Regions from separate parts of the Zea mays genome. Here region 1 is linked to region 2. A link is a contact called in public Hi-C data. All regions are on one chromosome and are shown on one strand. Each heading gives the region's core, a stretch centred on a gene start, on an enhancer-like site or on the middle of the called end of the contact. The rest is flanking DNA. Distances are from core to core; before and after follow the strand shown.

What was found. Hi-C and Micro-C count contacts between places; a contact is called where the count stands out from the background.
Region 1: a contact with region 2 is called in a Hi-C map of ear, with 4 times the contacts expected there. The contact joins the enhancer-like site here to the promoter of LOC100191874 in region 2. A contact is called at or near these places in 6 of 25 Hi-C or Micro-C datasets (bundle sheath, ear, leaf and 1 more).

The regions. Positions count from the first base shown.
Region 1 is chr3:110,172,127-110,178,651 of Zm-B73-REFERENCE-NAM-5.0, forward strand. No RefSeq gene overlaps it. Among protein-coding and RNA genes, the nearest start is that of LOC103650282, 91 kb to the right of the region's middle. Within about 2 kb of position 4,530, at least 3 of the 20 cell types and tissues checked have an H3K27ac peak or open chromatin away from gene starts, as enhancers often do. A contact at or near this core is called in ear, where this site is marked.
Region 2 is chr3:109,666,536-109,672,976 of Zm-B73-REFERENCE-NAM-5.0, forward strand. LOC100191874 reads right to left here and starts at 2,093. Exons shown (of 7, transcript NM_001137298.1): 1 at 1,898-2,093; 2 at 1,621-1,788. The coding sequence starts at 2,068.

The sequences.
Region 1 (6,525 bases), core at 3,280-5,779, 510 kb after region 2:
GAGCACGCAGAGTGAGGGATGACTCTTGGTACGTCCGTTACATGGCCGAGGCTCGAGCTACGCTCCCGAGGTACCCTAGGACACTTCCAAGACCAGCAGGAGCGATTTTGTAACGGAATCCCAGCAGAGGGAGGCATCGAGCCCTCAGACCCTATCGAATAGGTCTAGGTCCGGCAGATCACCTGCAGGTACTTTTGGAGCGCGCCTCTGGGCCCTTATCGAACGGGGCACGGGCATCCACTCGGATCACCCGTTAGCAACTCACTGGAGACACCATGTTCGGTGCCCTCCGAGGGCAACATGGCGCTTTCCCCCCTTCCTCCTTGTGGAAAGGCGACGAAGGGGCGTATAATAAAAGTTGAGACAATCCTTGATCGTCCTCTCGCTCCGTGTAGAGGGTCGGGGGCTGCTCTCGCAACCCGGCACAAACCAGCCTAAAAACTCGGAACCTGACCATGCACCCGGGCTACGGCCAGGCCGCATAAGGGAGCAACAAGGCCGATCGAAGCATCACGAAAAGCATTAAGACCTTAGAGGAGTCAAACCACTCCTCCGAGGCCTCGGGGGCTACACCCGGCGGGTGCGCTCGCGCGCACCCACCGGAACAAAGTATAATCGAGGAAGGTCGGTCCCCTCGCAAAAAAGTGCGGCAAAGCCTCCAAGCGAGTACCAACACTCCCTTTGAGGCTCGGGGGCTACTGTCGGGTACCGTAATTAGGGGTACCCCCAACACTCCTAAACACGGCTAGTAACCACCCTCAGCACAAACTGCAAAGACTGATGGGCACGGTTCAGGTCAAGGCCTCGTCTACAAAGGGACGCAATCTCGCTTCGCCCGAGCCCGGCCTCGGGCAGGAACAGTAGTCCCGGACGAATTCACGCCTCGCCCGAGGGCCTCCTCAGGCAGTGGGCGCACCCTCGGCTCGCCCGAGGCCCAGCTCGGGCAGGCTTCGTCGAGAAGCAACCTTGGCCAAATCGCCTCACCAACCGACCGTATCGCAGGCGCATTCAATGCGAGGATCGCCTGACACCTTATCCTGACACACGCGCCTCAGTCGGCAAGGTCGAAGTGACCGCAGTCACTTCGCCCTTTCACTGACCGATCTGACAGGAAAACAGCGTCGCTCACCCCGCTCCGACTGCTGTGCCAGCCACCCGAGCAAGGCTGACAGCAGCAAGTTCAGCATCGGGCGCAACAGGAAGCTCCGCCTCGCCCGACCTCAGGCCTCGGCCTCGGGAGGAGGTCTCCGCCTCGCCCGACCCCAAGACTCGGCCTCAGCCTCGGCCTCGGGAGGAATCGCGTCCTCGCCCGACCCCAGCCACGGCCTCAGGAGAAGTCTCCGCCTCGCCCGACCTTGGGCTCGGACCGACCACGCCACAGAGGATACATCATTACCCTACCCCTAGCTAGCTCAGGCTACAAGAGAACAAGATCGGCGTCCCATCTGGCTCGTTCCGGTAACAGGTAATGATGGCTCCCCGCGTGCGTCCATGACGACGGTGGTTCTCAGCCCCCTACGGAAGCAAGGAGACGTCAGCAGGATCCCAGCAGCACCGCCAGCTGTGCTTCTACAGGGCTCATGCCCTTCTCCGACGGCCATGTTATCGCATACACAGGGCTCTAGCACCTCTCCGACAGCCACGTTGGCATGCACACAGGGCTCAGGCACCTCTCTGCCAGACACGTTAGCGCATAAGCTACACCCCCCATTGTACACCTGGACCCTCTCCTTGCATCTATAAAAGGGAGGTCCAGGGCCTTCATGCGGGAGGGTCGCGCGGAGGGACGAGCAAACGAACAGGCTTACTCTCTCTCTCTCTCGCGAACGCTTGTAACCCCTACTAATAGCACCCCCTGGTGCGAGATAACACGAGTCGCGTTTTCCTCTTGTGTTCCATCTTGCGCCAACCCATCTGGGCAGGGGCACGCAGCGACAAATTTACTGGTTGGCTTACGGACCCCCCGGGTCTGAAACGCCGACAATTATATTTATCGGAGTGGTTACAAAAGTGGTTCAAAGTGATAACTTTCAAATGTTATAAATTATTTATAAGTTTGAAATATATGCTAGCTCAGGGACAATCCTCAATAAGAAGTTTAGAAGGGTTACTTAGACTTATAAGAAGGTCGTGCCCACCGGCGCCTAACACCAATCACAATCAAGTGACTCGTAATCTGCAGCAACAATGGGTAGAACCCTAAGTACGCAAGTACTCAGCAAGACTTACCCGACTAAAGAAAAGACTCTCAAGGATATCCTGGCTAGAGGGATTCAAGGTAAAGCTCATCAATTTTCAAAGACTCTTTTTGTAGAAAAGCTTACTAGAAGTGGGTCCTTAAACCAAAATTTTACATCACAAATTAAGTACTTTTCCTAAATCTAGATTTGCCTAATCTAGAGCATTCACTTGTCCTACACTAGCTTTCTTTTAAAATCCAACTCTTGTTTCGCTTGTTATCTACGATGAGGGTCGAAGATCCAGTCTTCATATCCGAGAAGTTTGGCGATCCGAATCGATTAATAACCAGCTGGGGATCTCCAACCACACAACACATGCTTCCCTTAACTCTTTTGCACATGTCTACCATTCTCACGGATCCTCCACCACATGAACAGGTCCGCGCCACCCGAGAGCACACCACCCCTTTTAGGCGGTCCGTTGCCAGGAGGGTACATGTCACTCTCGCCATCTCTCCACTCCCAGTACGCGATTGTCTTTTCATGTATGGAATAGCCGGGTTCAGGTTTACCCATGACGAGGTATGTGGCCAGATAAAAGGTCCTAGATCAGCAGGCCAACAATCGGTACGGTCCTTAAACGACTCAGACGGAGACACTACACCGAGACTCCTTTCTCGTGCAAGTCACCTGCCTGAACTCAGCTTTATTAATTAAACCCAAAGTTTGGTACCTGGCAGAGGTACATCTTTTCCGATGTTGAATCTATCATGGCCATGATGGATTCACCATCAAGTTTTATTTTTGAAAAATTCCCATCCAATCTGTAGCATCACTTTTGTTCTAAAAACAAAACATTTTGTTTTTCTAAAGCAAGGCTAAGCATAAAAAATCCTTTTCATAAAAGGGTATCAAGGAAGGGTAATCAATTTTCAAAGGAAGGAAATGCATCAATGGTTTAGCACACAACTCCTATCACCTAATGCATCAAACAAGGTGATAAAGGTTTTAAAATAGCAAGGAGGTGGCAAATGCAACGGGGCTTGCCTGGATAACACTAGGTTAGTGTTGTTAGACGTCGATCACTTGCCGACCATCCTTTGTCTTGACATTCGTCAGATTATCCATCTTTAGGTTCATCTGACTGATGACATCGTCTTGTGGAGATGCCCACTCTCATTATCCTGGGTCGACTGGGACGTCTTCCGCATCACGTGAATAATCATCGTACCTAATTGAAATGCATTATGCACATGAATACATATAAGGAATAATAACACCAGATATTACGATTAAGTCATCATCATAATCACGACAACCTAATTTTTATGTATGTACCAACATAACCAGACATAATATAAATAGAACGCGAGCATTCTACAAAATACTAACTTCATCCTATTACCGTATGAACAGAACATTTTACCAATAGGTAAGACCACTACTCATCAAGTACATACGTGGAACCTATTTAATTATATTTAACATATACACCTCCTACCCATCGACGATCATTACACAATGTGATTAATTCACCATTGCACACAAACACACCACAACATCAGATCAATTCAATTATACTAGACATACGCTTCCACGTTATGAATTAAAATGCATAAGATATAGGTCGATGATGCTAACCACAATCGGCCATAACCATACTTAAAACTAACTTAAATAGTTTAAATATACTCGTCAAGTATACTTACCGAAGCTCTATTTCCATAACCTACATCTCAAACTGGCAATTCACTACCCGACTTTGACCAAATCGCTGCAAGCGACTCGGGTATCCTAATAAATATTATATCTACTATCACAATACACATATGCTATGAGCAAAAGGACCGACATAATTAATATATCCAAATCATCAATCAAACACTATCTGAAACAATAAATCGGCTTATCGTTACCTAAACCCGATTTGAATTCGTGAGATTGACGATGATATCCGGTGAAAACATGTCTCAGCACACCATGGAAGTAACTGATGGAGTTCGCTTTTTTTTTACCCACATTCCCTAGATTTCTTTGAGGCGGAGTACGAAACAATAACGAATGAACGTGGCTATTGATGGAATTGACGGTCGACGATGCCGACTACAATGAGCACAACATCTAGGGCACGGCAGGGGATGACGGCGTTGTGGTGAATAGGAAATGAATGACGGGCACAAAAGGCACGACGCTGGGCATAAAGAAACGACGGCGTGCCCAGATCTCGCGTCGCTCTGCCATGCCCGCGACCAATGCCCACCACGTTTCCGCTGCGCACAATGATGCGATGACCAGGGCCATGGCGAGCAAGGAGCTGGACGGGTTCGACGGCCACGGACGAGCGCAGATCGGCGCGACAGAGACGAAGACCGGGCATAGGAACGCGCCATATCCCGGGCACGGCAGGGGCCTGGGCCAGAGCTGCCCACGATCAGGAGACTTGCACGGTCAACAAGGAAAAAGAGACTCGGCCGTGGAAAAAACAAAGCAGGGGCTGGGTGAGCTCGAAGCCGAGCTCGAGGACGCGGCTGCGCGCCATGGAACGAGCAAGGGGCCGAGTGAGCAGAGCGCAGGGCGCTCGAGCGCACGCAGTAGGGAGAGAAGCAGGGGGATGCGACGCTGGGAGAACGCGCTGTCGAGCAGGGGCCTCGGCAGAGCGTGGCGAGCTGAGGGAGCTCCTGCTGGGCTCGCGACGCCAGTGAGCAGAACGCTCGGACGCGGCGAGGACGAGGCACCATGGCCGATGAAGATCCGAGCGCCATGTGTAAGCAGAGGGAGCTGGGAACCGTGGCGCGCAGGGATTTCACGGCGCGCAGGGAGGAAGACGCTCTGGCTGGGAGGAGCTGAAGCAGAGGGCAGGACCGAGGCCGTCCTGGGCGAGCTGCATGGCCGGGATCTCCATGGCTGGGAGAAGCTCGGAACGCGTGGCTAGCAGGAGGAGGATGTCAGCGTCCAACCCCCGGCCCAGCTCACACTCGACAGCTTCGGGCGTTCATGCGCTCGTGGGCCGGCCCAGCCAAGAGAGCCCACCACTCACATCCCAAAAGCCAGGCTGATGAGAGGAGGGAGACTCTCCCTTTTAAGCTGCCCACGGCCCCCTTGGCTAGCCGATGTGGGACTAAGCCGGGGCGCTGACTACCAGCCCCTGACATCCCACCCCCCTTGGGAAGCCCCCCAAGGCAGGCATGGGCCAAACCGGGCTCTGATACCAGATGTCAGCGTCCAACCCCCGGCCCAGCCCACACTCGACAGCTTCGAGCGTTCATGCGCTCGTGGGCCGGCCTAGCCAAGAGAGCCCACCACTCACATCCCAAAAGCCAGGCTGATGAGAGGAGGGGACTCTCCCTTATAAGCTGCCCACGGCCCCCTTGGCTAGCCGATGTGGTACTAAAGCCGGGGCACTAACTACCGGCCCCTGACATCCCACCCCCCTTGGGAAGCCCCCCAAGGCAGGCATGGGCCAACCAGACTCCGATACCAGATGTCAGCGTCCAACCCCCGGCCCAGCCCACACTCGACAGCTTCGAGCGTTCATGCGCTCGTGGGCCGGCCTAACCAAGAGAGCCCACCACTCACATCCCAAAAGCCAGGCTGATGGGAGGAGGGGGACTCTCCCTTATAAGCTGCCCACGGCCCCCTTGGCTAGCCGATGTGGGACTAAAGCCGGGGCGTTGACTACCAGCCCCTGACATCCCACCCCCCTTGGGAAGCCCCCCAAAGCAGGCATGGGCCAAACCGGGCTCTGATACCAGATGTTAGCGTCCAACCCCCGACCCAGCCCACACTCGACAGCTTCGGGCGTTCATGCGCTCGTGGGCCGGCCCAGCCAAGAGAGTCCACCACTCACATCCCAAAAGCCAGGCTGATGAGAGGAGGGAGACTCTCCCTTTTAAGCTGCCCACGGCCCCCTTGGCTAGCCGATGTGGGACTAAGCCGGGGCGCTGACTACCAGCCCCTGACAGAGGACGAGCAAGCACGGAGGAAAATGGCACACGAGCGGTTGACGACGACTAGTGCAGGGCGCTGGCGACTTTGGCACAACGGCCTGACGGCACATGGGTTCTGGCGGAGGTGAGAAACATAGGGAGAAGGAAGTCTCGAGGTGTATCATTGCTGCTTCCACCCACTGGGGTACACAGGTTTTCTTGCATGAGCTCCACGCATGATCAGTTCCCTGCCAATCCAGTGCCACGTTGAAAGGATAACCATTTGACTGGAAGCAACCGACAACAGGATTCTTCTTTTCACTTTTTTTTTATTACTAGGAACAACGATTGAGCCTTTGATATTTACAGTATATAACACCATTCTCCCAGCACTACAAGTTCCCAAGTCACTTTACTCC
Region 2 (6,441 bases), core at 843-3,342:
GAAGAGATAAACTGAGGCAAGTCTTTCCCCATGCAAATGCGGAGAGCCTACCACGAAGCCGTGATCTGGTGAGTGGTGACTCATTGAGACAGCTCCTGCCAGTCACTACTACACCAAGCACCCAAAAGCACAAGGGTAGTTCCAACATGGATTTGGTCTGGAGCATTGTTTTCAGATCATCCGACTAATCACGATTAGTCAGGCTGATCGTTTCTCTGTGCTCGATTAGGGCATTTGACTCGATTAGTGTTACTGATTGTCCATATCGTCCGATTAGGTGACGATATGGAATGATTAATCGCCTACGAGCCGATCAGTTGCGATTAATAGAGGTAGTCCAACAGTCTAGACTGGCCCCAACAGTCCAGTTTGTGCTCGGGTAGTCCAACAGTCTGTTTGACTGACTGCCCATGATTAATAGAGCTAGCCCCCTAGCTCTACCTATCTTTTCATTTTCCCTGACGGCTGGGAGAAAATCAAAAAACACCCTTCTCTCTTCCCAGCTCCCTTCCCTCTCCTTTCACCCTTCTCTCTCCCTCCAAGGCTCCAACACGGCAACACCTTTCTCTCTACATCGCCTGGGAGAAAAGAGAACATAGGGACTGGAGATGAGCTCCTCATCTGAAGCCTTCTTGGTCATGGTCTACTGATCTAGTAAGTTGTAGACTTGCGGTTTCATATAAACTTGTTGATGCTGTGCTATTATGAACTATTCAAGTATTGAATAAACTTGTTGCTGCTGTACTGATCTAGTAAGCTGGATGTACTGCTGTTTTGGACTATTCAAGTATTGAATATTGGACTATTTATACTACTGCAAGTCTCTATAGTATATACTATATATAGTGTTATATATATGACTATCCTGGAATACACAGGACGGCCAGGGGGGCGATTAGGGTCGATCAGGGGCGACTAATCGCCTTGATCGACGCCTAATCGCCCAGTGGGATCGATCATGCGATCAGGCGATCTGAAAATTATGGTCTGGAGAAGGGATAAATTGAGGCGAGCCTTCCCCCGCAAATGTGGAGAGGCTCACAAGAAAAGAAAACCTACATGAAGGCTTGTTAGATAAGTATGTGCATATCTCCTGTATGGTATATATATCTTCTTTATGGTATGCATCACCACAGCTATCAGCAAGTTAGTACTCTTCTAAAGTTGTGTATAGAAAATAGAGATATTCTTGTTAGTTCCTTGACTTGTACTTTAAGCTGCTAATTGTTTTCTGTAATCTGGCACATGGTTGTTGTCGGGTCGCTACTGTATAATATGGACCTGTGACGAGCCTAGTTTGTCATCCACATTTACATAATTTTACAAGACTATCACACCAAAAGGCATGTGTGTAATGTGTTCTACTTTTACAAGCAAACTTTTTATTTCTTGTGTGATATACATCAGCACTACATGCTTATTATGTGAAGTGGGTACGTATAAGTAACACGATGTCTGTAATGTCACAGTATCTAATATTTGGTACTACTATAAGCAACATCAATTGGCTGCAACTGCAGGGATCAAATTACTCAAACAGTGTCATAACGATATGTAACCTATGGTTAGGGAAAAGAAAAATGAATCCAAGATAAGCATATGGAATGGAAGACAGTGTACCTCAACCAAGTCCATGTCCATCCTGATCGCAAGCTGCAAGGCTTCATGCCGGGGGAGAATGTTGTGGCCTTCATCCATGACGAGCCTGACGAAGGGAGCGGCGATGGCGTTGTTCATGCGCGGGCCCGCGCTGGCATCGTCCTCCTCCTTGCCTCGCTTCCTATTGGTCTTCAAAACCGAAACGGGACGGAACGGGTCACCACAAAGCCCACGGTCACGAGGCAGCGCGGCAGGGAAGGCGGGGTGAACGGAGGCAGCAGCGAAGAGGGGTGCCTACCTGAGTACCAGGCGGAGCAGCGAAGTGCCGGAAAGGCGGGGCCAGCGGGGAGCGTATGGGAGTGGGAGCGGGGGCGGCGAGGGCCAGTGGGGGAGGAGGATGGGGACGGTGGCGGCGGAGGTAGGCGGCGGCGCGGAGCGCGAGGGATCCGGCGTTGCGCCGGAGAGCCATCCTTTTTTTTCCTTGCCTTGTGTCGCCGGGCCCGGAGGGTTGCGGGACGCTATGGGGGCCCGGAGGACCTTGCTCTGCTTTGTCCTCGTGGGGATGGGATGGGCTTGGCTGGGCTGGGCTAGACGGGCCTTCCCCCTCATGATCTCTGCCAGGTGGGCTTTGGCCCATATGCCCGCTGTTCGGTCGAGTAGGTTGTGTCCATGTCCGGATATTTTGTATTTTAGTTTTTTTTAAAAAATCGCGTTTAGATTTCTGGACGAATTAATATTGTTTTTGGACCTTTTGCTCGTCGCCACAGCCCGTGGCGTTGAGGTATCACGTCTCAGCGTCATAGTCTGTGGCACCGAGGTACGTGTCGCGCTGGCGGATAATGCTAACGCAACACCATCGTGGTCCCCTAGCTCGGCATCATAAAACTTGGCGCGAGGCTAGGATTTAGGCTCGGACTGAGCTCCTCCTTCCCATTCTCTCCCTCACCTTCGCTCACTCACTGCTACCGCCCAATCTTTGTGCTTCACCACCGCAGGCCTCGCCCCGATCCCCGCTCCGACGCCAGCCTCGAGCGTCGTGATGAGCCGCCGCCCCGAGCACCCGCGTCGTCGCCCTCGAGCGCCGCGCTGCCACGAGCCTCCACGCGACCGTCACGTGCGACGTCATCGGTCCGGAAGCACGCCATCGCCTCGCCAACGTCGCCTTGCCTTGTTGTCGCACCTTCGTCTCCTTGAGGTCAATGTCGCACGCCTAGGTTTAGTTTAGGTTAGTACAAACTTTACTCTAGGTTTAGTTAAGTATAAATGTTAGTTTAGTTACAAATTTTACTCTAGGTTAGTTTAGTATATATTTTAGTTTACTTTAGTTATTAAGTTTAGTATATTTAGTTTAGTTTTGTGTAGTTATTTAGTTTGTTTAGTATATATTTTAGTTTGGTTTACTTTCATACAAACTTGCTAGTTAGTTTTTGTACTTGTTTGTGGACTTAGTTAGTTTAGTTTTGATTAGTTTAGTATAGTTAGTTTATTTTTGTTTAATATGTTTAGTTTAGTTTTGTTTACTTTAGTACAAAGTTGCTAGTTAGTTTGTGTACTTAGTTACATACCACTAGTTAGATAAGTGAATGTGTATGTCACCCATCGTGTTGTTCGTTTCTCTTCAGGTTTTAGAAACCTCACCATATAGGGGAGGTGCTGCCGAAATTTTTATTGAAAGTAATATGTTTTTTTGTAGATACGAAGCCATCCGACTCCACCTCCGCCACTGGTAGTGTCACACCCGTTTCTAAGGGGCAGAGCCGGGTGCATAGCATATGTGTGCCAGGATCTATTTCCACACATATGTTGATGCCACAAGTGTAATATATCAAAAGAACAATGCATAAAAGCGTAAATAACGATTATATTAACATATTACACTTTGAACAGACATAATGTCTTAACCTTTATTCATCAAAGTACAGCGAAACATGGACATCAAAATGCAAGGTAACAAGGTAAGGCTAAAGTTAAATGCGGTTAGCATTTTAGTTGGTCAACATTTTATTAACAACACTTGACTTACTAATAAGTGTGAATCCCAAGTATTCCCATTAAACAAAGGTATAAGAGTATGTCAAAAACACTTAAGTGAAACCACTTAAGCAAACCATTGGCAGATCATCGGATCTCGATTTATTTCCATCTTCAAGTTCAATTATCATGTGAGGAGTCCAGGATGCTCATAACCGTGAGCACGGCTGATTTATCAGTTTTACACTCTGCAGAGCTGGTACAACTTTACCCACAAGCCGTGTATCCCCTCTAGCCTGGGTCGGCCAAAACCCGTAAACACTTCCGAGGTGAGTGGCTAGGGATCCACTATGAGGCTTTCATAGAATACTCTTAATGCTAAGCAACCTGCTAAGGTTTCTAAAGACGGTGTGGAGGCCCTCCGGGTGAGGTACCTTAGCCAAGAATACGTCCCCATGTTAACGTGAGCTGCCACCATTGCCGCTCCCCCTCTTTCCCATATTTCAGGTAAGGTTGCTAGGTACTAAGCATATAAAGCTAATTACCAAAGCCAAAGCCATGATATCACTCGTGGTTGCACTGTTTTCCCGGGTGGTCACTCCATGTTCCAATTATCACAATATGATCTTGCTTAATCATCGGATTAACAACAATAATGTAACTTACCATTTGGAACATTGATATCATCAGTAGGAGTAACATCATAGAGTTAAAGTTGTAGTAATAGCATAGCTACTTAATTAGATCAAAACCCATGTTAACAAGGAATAAGGTTGGAAAGGTTAGGAGGATCTGAATAGGAAACCCATCAAATTATGCATATATATCCAAGAATAAACTTTATTAAATGTATTGTTTGGGATCACACAGAGTATGCAGAGGGAGAAGTCCACTTGCCTTGCTTATAGAAAAGTTGGGGTTCTTCCACGGATAGGGATAGATCTTGATTCTTAACTACTAGATCAACCACTGAATATCACACAAACAAACAAGAAGAACAAACACCACTCAATAACATACAACGTTCACCATACGTAAAGCTAAAAGAAAGCCTAACGAAAAGAGCATTCGTTTTTGAAAAACGTCGCAAGTAACGATTATAATAAGAGGGTATTCTTTTCAACAATGTGTGATCTATACTTTATAAAACAATACATGAGCTTAAAAAATATCTTAATTAAAATATACCAATATTAGGTTCACCAATTTAATCTTTTATAAAACTTCATATGTGATATGTCTAACATTAAGGGTTTATAAGATGATAAAACACGTTATAACGATATTAAACCTTAACCTTGTAGAAAAGATATAAGTTATATCTAAGGTTAATGAGTTACGAAACACATTATTAAACATTAATTTATGAAGCATTATGAAACATATTATAAAATATTGTTAACCAATCACTTATGACAAATTAAGATATAAGTCTAAATATGTTTTATGTGAAAAGATCATTATTATTAAACACCTATTTATGGAAAGCTATGATATATGCCTTAAATGAACTTTTATGCAAAAGGACAATGAACAAACAACTATATTTTATTTTTATTAGAAAGTACATATCCTATATTCTTTATTAAGAAAGCTATATACAAAACAATATATAACTAACATTTTAATTATTATTAAAGAACATGAACACTAATTTCATTAGTTTATTCTTTAGGAAAAACCAAGTGATATATATATAAATAATATGGACTAATTTGATGGATAATATTAATCATGTCTAGAAAACTAATTGATATATATATGACATGGACTAAGTTTGATTAAATGATTAATTAAGCCTATATAACCAGTTGTGAACAATATGAAATATAAATCTAATTAACTAGATTATGAGAGAACTTAATTACTCTATTACTTATCTTTACCTTTAGTTTAGAAACATGTGACCTAGATATTTAAAATGAATACTATATTCATTGGTATATTATTAACTATCGTTTTAGTTATGATGGTGTGAGTACTTAATTAAGCCATTATATCATTATTAGAAAAGTTATATGACATATTACTATTGTAAAGCATATAATTATGGATACTTAAATATGAGACTAAATGAATTTTATGTGAAGGGATAATAAATGATTATCATTCTATTAGAAAAAAACACTAAATCTATATTTGTTGAGAAAACTACATTTAAACCGATAGGTCATCATTTTAAAGATATGAACACCAATTTTAGTATCTTTAGAAAAATTTATTATTTCTGTTTTCTCCTTTCTTTTTTAAATCGAAATTATATATATAACTGAAAATTGTTTATAATTCTTCTAACAATAATATTCTAAGAAGTAATTGTAAATTACGAAATGAGACTTTTAATAATCTATTCATGGTTATTATGACATAAATAAGTATCTTACTAATTTTAAGTAATTAAGTGCTATGCTTATGAATACATTTATCATGAATAGTAATATATATATTTTTTCATTTGACCGAAAATACGTGGCTCAGTAGTCCTTCTATTTTTCTTATATAAAATTATACAATACCAGTACTAACCAATATCGTCCTACACACTAAAGCGAATTTAAATCTGTGAACGTTTTCTAGTGTGAAAATCACGGTGGTAGTGAATAGTGATCGTACTCACTTTTAAAATTATAAAATCATACACATATTCAAAGTATTGTCGTGGGGTTCGATTTTGGTTACCCGTATACATCGCAATCTCTAAAATCATACAAGTGTTTTAAATATGAAATACTTAAATATAATCATAAAAAGGTAATTATATAGTTGTTTATTTAGTACGTTTGATTAGGAAAAGGTGATCTACACTTCATAATTAGAAAACTACGCATAAAATAATTATAACAGTCACAAATCAGATTTAAATTACGAAAA